Regions from separate parts of the Zea mays genome. Here regions 1, 2 and 3 are each linked to region 4. Evidence: chromatin contacts called from public Hi-C data. All regions are on one chromosome and are shown on one strand. Each heading gives the region's core, a stretch centred on a gene start, on an enhancer-like site or on the middle of the called end of the contact. The rest is flanking DNA. Distances are from core to core; before and after follow the strand shown. Region 1 holds the start of LOC100384180. Region 2 holds the start of LOC103653855 (SNF2 domain-containing protein CLASSY 3). Region 3 holds the start of LOC100501120. Region 4 holds the start of LOC103653854 (probable serine/threonine-protein kinase PBL19).

Region 1 (2,700 bases), core at 135-2,634, 190 kb before region 4:
CATCACTTCCACCTGTAAGACCAGGCTGGAAAGAAATCAAACTTACATTAGGCTTGTATATAAGCAAAACAAAAAAATAAGAAATTGAAAGTTAGTTGGCTCCACACCCTTTTGCTTTGCTTCAGGTGAAAATTCTTTTGTGGTCATTTAATTTCATTTGTATCTTATAGTGAATTTCAACTATAACTCAATTCCAAACGATTATAAGAAATTGTATCCTTGGATGAAACTTGCGCACTCTACATCGAGCTGAAGAACACAAGTGCTGAAACATGTTCCAGACCTGATCCTGTTAGCATGGTATGGACGTTGGTTCATCATGTGAATATGCTGAGACTACACAATATAAACAGATTATCCAATTGGAACCAAACACCTATTTCGTCAAAAACTCATAACAGTGATCTCTAGCATTTCTATTTGTTGCTCACTTGATGCACTTGTGCCGCCAGGACACCAATTGTAACATATCAATTAAGCAAGTTGCATTCAAGCCACGGGCTGTCTGATGGTGAGGTACCATCTAAAACTCCCAGCTAACTCATTTTGCTCCCCCAAACTGAAATGAGCTGTAGATCGCTTGCAGCCCTGCTAGAATATACTAACATTTCCAAAATAGACCATAAAATTTTAATTTCGTCACATCATGCTGTAGGTAGCATTGACATTGATTTACACTACACATATGAGCTCATTCGCATCTCATAACCTCAATTCCAAAGATAAACGAAGCCATAACCACAGACATCATTGACGCTTATTCGCTTAAAAGAGCACGCACTACACCTCCTGCGTGTGCAGTGCAGTCAGTTCTGCAATGGGCCGCAAGCGCCGAGCGGGTAAGGAGCACCGTACCAAGAGTATAAGCACCGGAGCATCATTCGGAAGCACACGGTCGTCGCCAGAGACCCAGTCGAGCGCGACGGCTCCGTCGTCAGGGGCGCGGAGGCACTCGCGCCGCAGCTTAACGGCGGGGAGCGATCGCGTGAGCGCAGCGAAGATGGTCTCGACGTGTCGGTTCGACGCGAGTACGGGGAAGGCACGGTACGGGGCGCGGAGGCTGGCGAAGCCTGAGAGGAGGCCCCGGCGGGCGCCCGCGATCTCGAGGGTCGAGTGCGGGAGCGGGGCCGCCTTCACCTGTTCCCCAGTGCCGGAGCTGGGGCTTGGGGCGGAGGCGGATACGGCGGCGTAAGACATGGCAGCGGCGGGGAGGACGGAGCGGAGGCGAGGGGCGAAGCGGCGGTTTGAGGCGAAAAATGAGGATGGCGTGAGGGCGGCGGTGGCTATCGGATTCATTTCCTCTGTGGCTCTGTTGATTTGTTGCCAGTTGTCCATTCGGCTTTGGACTCTCCTGCTTTTCGAGGTTCGAGCTGCTGTCTGACTGTCTCTCGTCACGTGTGTGGGGGCACGGAGGAGCCAAGTATTATACTATCATCGGTGGTAGACGCACATTCGTTGGCTTGCCGCTTGCCTCACCTCATAAGTTAAGGCCGCGTTCCTTTGTTCCAACTTGAAGACAGGTATATTTTTTCAATCTAAGCCCGATAGAGTGGATTCGGGTGTTTCACTAAAACCTATAAAGGCTTGATTTGGTTTGATTCCAGGTGATTATAGGTGTGGCTCTAATCCAAGTCGTTGAGTGGGTAAAAATGTCTGGTTTCATTCTGGAATGGCTTGGTTTCATTATAGAACAGGTCTATCCGAACAACCATTTTAGATTGGTTCTGATTTAAATCCAGATCAAATAATTCCGGATGGAATCGGCCGTGTTCCATATCGTTCCGTCAAAGCCGAACGAGGCCTAAGTTAGTTTCATCTTGTCTAAGGATGACAATGGATCAGATTTGAATCGAGTAGAGAAAATGATTATATAACTATACCTACGGAGATTACTTGTGTCCACCCATGAGGTTATGACTATATATGTTGGTCACTTGTTTTTGGCTCTTGAGAAGATACCAAAAAAACAAGGCAAGACATTACGAGTTTCTCTCTTCACTTAACCCTTTTTTAAAGATTAATTCAAAAAAGAAGCTAGAAAGTATGAAAATGTGTTGATAGAAACAATGTATAACTCATGAAAAGTAAATGGATTACTCATTTGAATGTGTTATCACTTTGTTTATATTCTTTTATAATACATTAAATGATTACACTTGTACCTTCGGCCTTTCAATGAATAGCACGAAGACATGAGAAAAGTACAACTTCGTAGTCACTCTGATCCAAAAAGCTTCGTTACGCATGACGTTGTTCCTCTATTTATAGTCGTGAGGTACAACTTTGTATGAAATTACAAACATGTCCTCCAACCATATACATGTCAACCACAAATATCATGAGGGTAATATTGTACTTTTCCATCTTTGTATCTTGCTGATCATGTATTCTGCATTCTTTAGCTTCTTCGATTCATAAACTGTCATGCATCATCCGAAGCTTCCTCCTTCAGCTTTGGTTGGCTTAACGCTCCCGCATACTTGAATATTCTTAACTTCGTCCTTTTATCAGCTTCGGGTCGATGACGAAGATGAATATGCTTACTTAAGGTTGCTTTTTAATGAAGCTAATACTTCATAGTCCTTCGACGATGAAGGCCTTCCCCCCAACAGCAGGCCCTCACGGAATAAGGTCGTTTTCATAGCGAGCTCAAGCCACGATGTATCAGAGAACCTTATGCACGAGGTCCAAAAAACACCT
Region 2 (2,700 bases), core at 24-2,523, 190 kb after region 4:
GTTATGACCATGTGAGCCCTCTTCTTTTGTTCCAGTCTTCTTCTCTGTTGCAGTCTACAATAAAAGAAAAGACTCACATGTCTCAAACAGTGATGTTGTCCCACTACTTGAATTACACTGGTAGCCATCAATGCGTTGGTTGTAGTCTATTTCACTACGTGTATACGGTGCAAAATATATTTTCATATGTTATCAAAATCTTGATTCCTTGTGACCGTTTGTAGGCTACAATGTTTTTGTTGGCCACTATCCATGGTTCTACTCCACAGTTTTGAATGGAATTCAGGGCCTATTTAGTTCCTTACCTCACTTGTCATAGTTTGTCACACCTAAGGTTAGTTAGGTTAGACATTCAAATTCTAAGCCACAGTTTGTCCCGTTTAAGATAATATTGCCACACTTTTATAAGTCATTGACAAGTGGGATCTAAGCAGCAGGAGAAATTTTTTGCCACAACTGTAGATACAAATCAAACACATGTATAACTTGGTCAAACTTGCTTAACCTTAGACGTAGCAAATTGTGGCAACTGTGGCAGCAAACCAAATAACCCAAAATATATGGTTATTTTTGGCACCTTAAGGCTATTCTCAATGAGAGTTTCATACTCGTTAAATGTGGTGACACATTATTACACTTGGTGACATGACGGTACAATAATGAGAAGAGATATAGAAATAACTTCATATGAGATGGTAGACTATGGGTGCGTTTGGTTCAGCTTTGGGTTGTCTGCTGTGAAAAAGTTATGAGAAAAAAGCTGAAAATTGTTTGGTTCAAACTGATGTGAGTTATCTACTATAATCAAACTACATATTGTTTATATGTACTTTGTATTACTATATCACTTAATGAATATATCTAATTTTAAAATTAATTTTATATTGGTGTTTCTGATATTTTTATATATAAATCAATTTTGTAATTCTATTTTTAATAATTTTTTATTAAAAATATTTATTTTATTTCTTATAACACTTAATTATTTTAAAAACATATTTTATTTCTATTTGTCACATCTATTTATTAATATAATAAACTTGGATAACCAGCAAAAGCAGAGTCCATGCTACTTTGAAATGTGTACTACAGAAAAGCTGCTTTTTAATGCAGCTGCAGAAAAGCTGAACTCCTTTGGTTCAGTTTCTGCTTTTTCAGAAATAAGTTTAAAAAGCTGAACCAAACGTACCGTATACATACACGGTTACCTAGTTTAAATTTTATATGATAGCATTAAAAATAGTGCATTGAAACTCATCACTTAGAATGAGTATGCTCCAAAGAGTCCATAGTAGGCTAGGAGAGATACGCTGCTCGAGATAGTCTGATACTCTGTAGCGACCCTGACAGATGGGGTCGAAAGCGCGCGGCGAGAACGTTTCCTTTTCCCAGCTCTGGTTTCCTATTCTACACGCGCGCTCCCTGCACAGAAACCCACCCATCGAGAGCAAAACCACCTCTTCCGCTCACCGCGCTGCGCCGCTTCGTCCCCCCCACCTCCGTCGATGCCCGCGCCGCCATCAACAGAGGCCGGGCGGAGCCGCACCATGACACGCGTGATCATCCTCCTCGATAGCGACAAAGAAGACGACGGCACCGGCCGCCAAGCCGGGCGCGAGCTTGGTGGCGCCGCGATCGCCTCCGCGGGCGAGGCCTCGAAGCTCGTCAAACCAGAGGTCGTCGACGATGTGGGCTCCAACCCGGTGCGTCCTGGGGCGCTGCCTACCTCGCTACGGGTACAAGGCCATCGCGCGCCGTCCTCGCCGTCGCCGGTCCCCGCGGCGGTTCGGAAGCAGCCCGAGATTATCGCCATCTCCGACGAAGACAATGACGGTTCCCGATTCCGGCGCGTGAGGCGCGTCAAGGACGAGGCTTCCGATTGGGTTCTTTCAGCGAAGGCGAAGCGCGCCATGGTGTCGGGTGTGCCCCCCGGAAGCTCCGACGTGAAGAGGAAGCGGAAGAGAGGATCGTCCGGCGCTGGCGACTTTCACGCGTTGGACCGGAATTTGAGCGCTTCAGGGGCTGGTCGTCGCACGTCGTGGATGGCCGAAGACGCCGGGAGCTCCAGGAATGTGAGTAGTAGCGAGTTAAGCAGAGGAGGCGTGGGTGACCGGTCGGGTTCGACCAAGAAGGCCAGGGGTGCACCGGGAAAGACGAGGCGTGGAGGGGGTACGAGAAGAGAGAGGAGCACTAGTGCGGCACCGGCCAACTTGGTTGGAGGGAGTGCAACGGTTGGGTCGCGGATCCGGTTAAGGTCGCGTCAGCAGGGGAGAGTGCAGTGTGCTACATACTCTGCTCGAGTGTCGTCCGAGGACACGGGGGAGGACGAAAAGCATATGCAGGAGCAGACAAGAGTGGAAGATGTGGAGTTCATGGAGGTGGATGATGATTATGACGACGTCAACGTGGCTGGCAATGTCATAGATCAAGAGAGTGAGCAGGACGAGGCTCTGGAAGGAAGGAGCAGTCAGGATAGCCATGGCTATAGCGAGGACAAGGAGGGCAAAGACTCTGCTGCTTTGAGTGATAATGAGGAGGATGTGGGGGGAAAGGAATTGTTGGAAGAGGAGGAGGAAGGTGCCGATCAAGAAGAAAGTCATATCATCTACGATGGTGAAGGAGAACAAGAAGAGGACGCATCTGAGGAGGAAACACAGGAATTGGATGAAACAGGGGAGGCGCAGCCATTCAATCCTAGCA
Region 3 (2,755 bases), core at 12-2,511, 250 kb after region 4:
TGGATGCATCGTTCTTTCTGTTCGTCGTAAGCAGTTCTTTGTATCAAGTGAGATGGCAGTGACGACTCGGTAAAATTCAAGCTCAACAGACCAAATCACAGGTCTCTCTCTACATGAGATCGATCTGTATGCCGATTTTCCCGCTGAACTGAGCCATCTAATTTTTCTCTGCTTATTTGCTATTCGGAATATTTTCTCTCTACATGAAATCCCCGTTTGCTTTTTTTCCCCATCGGAGGGTGGAACATATTGTTGCGATGAGGATACCAAGCTCCCTCTTCTGAAAGCAGTGAGGACACTTGCCGGCAGAATCGAACCAATAACCTTATTGCCACCACTGAGTAACAGCAGATCTCCAATCTTGTTTTGTTTGTTTTTCTTGGTCCGTATTTTGGCTTTGGATGGTGAAGATCTACTGATGCATAATCCAACACTTGATCCGATGCCGGCTTCTGCCGAGCGTGTGATGCACGGACATCTCTGCATCTGAATCCTTGACATCTTTTGCTGTAATGGTTTTCATTGTTTTGGTCTCTCTCGGTGCTTTTGACGTTGTGTCGTTGAACTGTCCTTTTTTTACCCTTTGTATCAAATGATGAAACATCAGAACAATCTTAGGACACCTTCTGACACAATGCTGGTAGCACTGTGAGTGAGAAGGCAATTCTTTGCTGATGGTACTGCAACCACTCCATGATTCTGCCCTTCATTTTCGTTTTTGTCTCTCTGGTCTTCAGCATTGATTGCTCGAGATAGTTATCTTTACAACCTTGCATTGCCACCTGATCTGTACATAAGCCAATGATGATTAGCTATTACATCTGGAATTACCGTCAGATTTACTCGTGACGAAAATCGTCTGGCTTTCTGAGGCATATTAAGTGTATACGTATCATACTTAAATCTGATCGTGTAGACGTAGTTGCAGTCCAATAATCCCAATGAGGATCTCAAGACCGACCGATAGGAAGTGCCGTTTGACACTGTAAGCAACAGCTGCTTCCTCCGGCTGCAGGTGTCTATCCTCCGACCATAACCTTTGTGGTTTGGTCTGGGATGGAGCACCCATCTGTGGTTCTTGGATTCTGGCTGTGGTGTGTGATTTAAATCGGGTCTCTGAGGGATTAGAGCAACTATTCAATACCTTTCAGTTTGTGAACTGTAATGAAATGGAATTTGGGCCTGATGCCACGTCTCTGTTAACCACGGCATTGACCAGAGATGCTATGATTGGGCCGAAACGAAGTTTTTTTTAACGTTTCACGTGTTGATAGGAACCTGGGACTGCTTCTCTATCTGTCCGCAGGGCCGGTTAATGTGATTATAATGTCATGCGCCATTTTTTTTGAATTTTGTTTGGATGCATAGTGTATGGCGATGATGAAAAAGCTAAGGCTTGTTTCTCAACATTCGCAGTAGCCGCCCAAGAGCTTTCGCCTTGCCGGGCTTGAGAGCTAGTGCTGTTAATTCCTTCCTTGGATGTCTGAGCCATACATATTTCTGTTTGTGGTTTGTTTCTCTTAATTCCAGTTGGTGCTTATGGTGCAAAGCAACAGTAAGTTTTTCTGCGTAAGATTTGTTATTTGATTTGGCCGAATAACTTCGAGAACCATACAGACTAATCTGTGTATGGTGTGCCCGATGATGATAGAAGTCAAGGCTTGTTTCTCTACATTCGCAGTTGCCGCCTAAGAGCTTTCGCCCTGCCAGGCTTGAGAGCTAATGCTGCTAATTCCTTCCTTGGATGTCTGAGGGCACAATAATGCCAGATAATTTTGCTTTGAAATCTGTTTAACTGTTGTTACCCTGGTTTTATAGTTTTAATTATTAAATTTTATTTTATTTGAAGGATTTGTAAGAGTATGCAGGCTTTGTGGGAAGATTTTATAAGAACATGCGAGGTTCGTTTGAAGAATTTAACTGGTTTCTATGGATAAAAGCCAGCTTGTGTGGACTGTTTCATCTGCAATCTCTGTAGAAGCAACCAACAGAGTACGGATTAAAAGCCAAGTGAATAGACTGTATGATGTAAATTCTGTTGTAGATCTTCATAGGTCCCATTGTTAACACTATAAATATGTTAATCCTCCATGCGGCTTTCCTAAAAACTTTATCCAGTTGTTTACGCTACTTCACCGAACTTACTGTAGCCTCTCCCACCAAGTACAATGACATGTTCATGAAGCTGAAAAACTTAACAATCAGTGAGTGTTCAGAATCATCATGCATGTTACATGCTCTGCTTTGGTGGAGGATGAAAACCAACGGACAGCTTGACATTGGCCGGATCACTGAACTTCTGCTGTTGCCTGATTTCAGAATGGATCATGGATTTGAGCATTGATGGAGTACAGCCAAATCCACCGTTACTGGCATCCAACGCTTGTGCTTACCGACCAAAACAATAAAAAACAGACGCAGAATCGGTCTAAGAAATAGGATAGACACTGCTGCCTTCTCTGATCTCATATCAAAATTCTCTGATACTGTAATCTCAAAAATTCTGCTGCCTTCTCAGAATCCGGAAATATAAGCTCAAAAATTATAATTGGGATGGCTAAATTCATGCGTAAGTTATTGCCATAGGGTACGGAATAAAAGCATCAACAATCAGCTAACAGATTCGTCAGAACATATGATCCAAAATTACTACTCTTAAATATGAGCTTCATTACGCCAACAGTTCGTCAACATTAAGATCAGTACTTTGTATATTAACATCAATTTACAAATGTGGTATAAAAAATACCGTTAA
Region 4 (2,700 bases), core at 36-2,535:
CTTCACAGACCCATTAGCGAAATGAATTGTACAGAGTCATGCAAGGTACGGTCCATTTCACCCACACACAGAGGGAGATAATGTATATGGTAGGCAAATATGCTGTAAAAATGCTGACGAATTCGTGATCAACAACGACAAGATGGTATTGACACAGGTGAGCCAAGAAACCACCGATCCACACGACCATACCTGATGACCATTGGGATTGAGTTTTTTTATGGCAACTACCGTGCCGCCGGCGGGCCCGCCAGGAAGGCGGACGACGCCCTTGTAAACGCTCCCGAAGCCGCCCTCGCCGACCTTGAGCAGGCGGCTGAAGTCGCTGGTGGCGGCCCGGAGCTCCCGGAACCCGAACTCCCGGAGGCTGCTGGCTCCCCTCTCCTCGTACAGCTCCGGGATGCTCCGCGCCGACGACACCGAGGCCGAGCCCGATGACTTGGTCGCCTCCGGCCGCATGACCGCGCTGGAGTCCTCGGAGTGGCTCGTGACGACGGCCGACGACGCCGTGGAGAAGGTGAGGTTGGATGGCGCGCCCGTGGAGACGGTGGACGGGAACGAGGCGGCCGCCGGGGACGCCGGCGCCGTCGACCCCTCCCGGCGCTTCTCGCCCTTGCCCCTCTTGGTCCTGCAGCCGCTGAAGCAGCGGAAGCAAGACATCGCTTGGAGTTGGGGCAAGACGGCGGCAGGGCCTCAGCTCAGCTCCTGGCGGCTGCTTCTTGTCTCGTCTTCTCTATCGCCTCCACCTCACCGCCTCAAACTATGGTGAGGTCCTCCAACAATCGCGACAGGAACAGAGCCTCTCGTTTCCTCCCTTCCCGGAACAAGGACATCTCGCGCAGCTCTTAGAAACGAAACCGATCAAACGCAAACTTTTGATAAGAAAAAAAAATGGACTCTTGGCTGGCGGTTTGACGGTGCAGGAACGGCGGGTACGGGGAGGCGGCACAGGCCCAGCGAAGACGTCAAAAGATTGGAGCAGGATTGTTTGACGGGACGATGCACTCCCTCGAGTCCATGGTGAACAGGAAGCTGGGAAACACAGAGGAATTAGCCCACGCTTCTCTCTTTCTCGTAGGCATAGGGAAGCGAGGAAGCTGATAGGGACGGAGGTAAATGGAAGCGTAGATCACGCTCGTAAGCCTGTGCAGGAAATGATAAGAAATCAGGAGCAGTCAAACCAAAGGTTCTTGGAGAGCGACGGAAGAGGAGATTGGTGGGGATGCAACTGCAAACTGCAATCAACCCTCGCCCCCCAACTGCGTACTTTTGACTTCTTCAAATGGTCGTCTTATCCAATCTCTACGCTGCCGGGTTAGGGCTCGTTCGGTTATTTTCAATCCATATGGATTAGAGGGGATTGATACGGATTGGGAGAGATTTTGACTTACTAGGGATTGAAACCCTCTAAATTCCCCTCAATCCATATGGATTGGGGTAGAACCGAACGAGCCCTTATGGTTTACCAGAACTTGTTTAGTTTGTTGCCTACCTTATCGTACTTTATCTAACTTTTTATGTATAAGATTAGTTCTTTAATTTAGATAATTAATTTTAGCTAAAGCGTGACATAGTTAGCCACGTACTAACAAGCCTTAATATTTGTACTAAACGCTACGATCATAAGGAGAGAAGAGACTGATGGCGACAGAGTCATAGGGAAGGGACGAGGTAGTGACTTAAGAGGGATGAGAGAGAAAGATGGTACAAATAATACTAGTTATTTATATAATTTGAATGGGTAAGAGAGTAAATGGCAACGATTTGAACCATTAATTTAAATTGATAGATTATACATAGTTTAAACTCGCTAGGGTTCAATCCGTTTGTCGGGTACCATAATTAGGGGTACCCCAACACTCCTAAACGCGGTTGGTAACCACCATGAGCGCAAGCTACAGAGACTGATGGGCACGATTTAGGTCAAGGCTTCGTCTACTCAAGGGACGCGATCTCGCCTCGCCCGAGCCCAGCCTTGGACGGAAACAGAAGTCCTAGACGAATTCACACCTCGCCCGAGGGCCCCCTCAAGCAACGGACACACCCTCGACTCGCCCGAAGCCCAGCTCGGGCAGGCTTCGCAGTGAAGCAACCTTGGACAGATCGCCTCACCAACCGACCCGTATCGCAGGCGCATTCAATGTGAGGATCGCCTGACACCTTATCCTGACACACGTTCCTCAGTCGGCAAGGCCAAAGTGACCGCAGTCACTTCGCCCTTCCACTGACCGACCTGACAGGAAAACAGCGCCGCTTGCCCCGCTCCGACTGTTGTGCCACCCGCCAGGGTGAGGCTAACGACAGCTAAGTTCAGCCTCAGGCGCAACAGGGAGCTCCGCATCGCCCGACCTAGGGCCTCGGCCTCAGGAGGAGGTCTCCGACTCGCCCGACCCCAGGGCTCGGCCCCCGCTTCGGCCTCTGGAGGAGGTCTCCGCCTCGCCCGACCCCAGGGCTCGGCCCCCGCCTCGGCCTCGGAAGGTGGTCTCCGCCTCGCCCGACCCCAGGGCTCGGCCTCAACCTCGACCTCGGGAGGAATCACGTCCTCGCCCGACCCCGGGCTCGGCCTCAGGAGGAGTCTCCGCCTCGCCCGACCTTGGGCTCGGACCGACCGTGCCGCGGGGGATACATCATTACCCTACCCCTAGCTAGCTCAGGCTACAGGGGAACAAGACCGGCGTCCCATCCAGGCTCCCCCCGGTA

What was found. A called contact is a pair of places that touch in the nucleus more often than the background predicts.
Region 1: a contact with region 4 is called in a Hi-C map of leaf, with 1.8 times the contacts expected there. The contact joins the promoter of LOC100384180 here to the promoter of LOC103653854 in region 4. A contact is called at or near these places in 3 of 25 Hi-C or Micro-C datasets (ear and leaf).
Region 2: a Hi-C map of leaf shows a contact between it and region 4, with 6 times the contacts expected there. The contact joins the promoter of LOC103653855 here to the promoter of LOC103653854 in region 4. A contact is called at or near these places in 6 of 25 Hi-C or Micro-C datasets (ear, leaf, seedling and 1 more).
Region 3: a contact with region 4 is called in a Hi-C map of leaf, with 7 times the contacts expected there. The contact joins the promoter of LOC100501120 here to the promoter of LOC103653854 in region 4. A contact is called at or near these places in 2 of 25 Hi-C or Micro-C datasets (both in leaf).

What each region holds. Positions count from the first base shown.
Region 1 is chr4:155,753,155-155,755,854 of Zm-B73-REFERENCE-NAM-5.0, forward strand. LOC100384180 reads right to left here and starts at 1,385. Exons shown (of 9, transcript NM_001321804.1): 1 at 856-1,385; 2 at 1-25. The coding sequence starts at 1,335.
Region 2 is chr4:156,130,345-156,133,044 of Zm-B73-REFERENCE-NAM-5.0, forward strand. It overlaps LOC103653855 (SNF2 domain-containing protein CLASSY 3), which reads left to right and starts at 1,274. Exons shown (of 4, transcript XM_008680667.2): 1 at 1,274-2,700. The coding sequence starts at 1,506.
Region 3 is chr4:156,195,157-156,197,911 of Zm-B73-REFERENCE-NAM-5.0, forward strand. LOC100501120 reads right to left here and starts at 1,262. Exons shown (of 1, transcript NM_001195931.1): 1 at 1-1,262. The coding sequence starts at 501. It overlaps LOC111591453 (small nucleolar RNA snoR2/U65), which reads left to right and starts at 1,180; the gene lies at 1,180-1,329. LOC111591496 (small nucleolar RNA SNORD14) reads left to right here and starts at 1,373; the gene lies at 1,373-1,491. It overlaps LOC111591493 (small nucleolar RNA SNORD14), which reads left to right and starts at 1,637; the gene lies at 1,637-1,756.
Region 4 is chr4:155,942,483-155,945,182 of Zm-B73-REFERENCE-NAM-5.0, forward strand. It overlaps LOC103653854 (probable serine/threonine-protein kinase PBL19), which reads right to left and starts at 1,286. Exons shown (of 4, transcript XM_008680666.3): 1 at 193-1,286. The coding sequence starts at 660.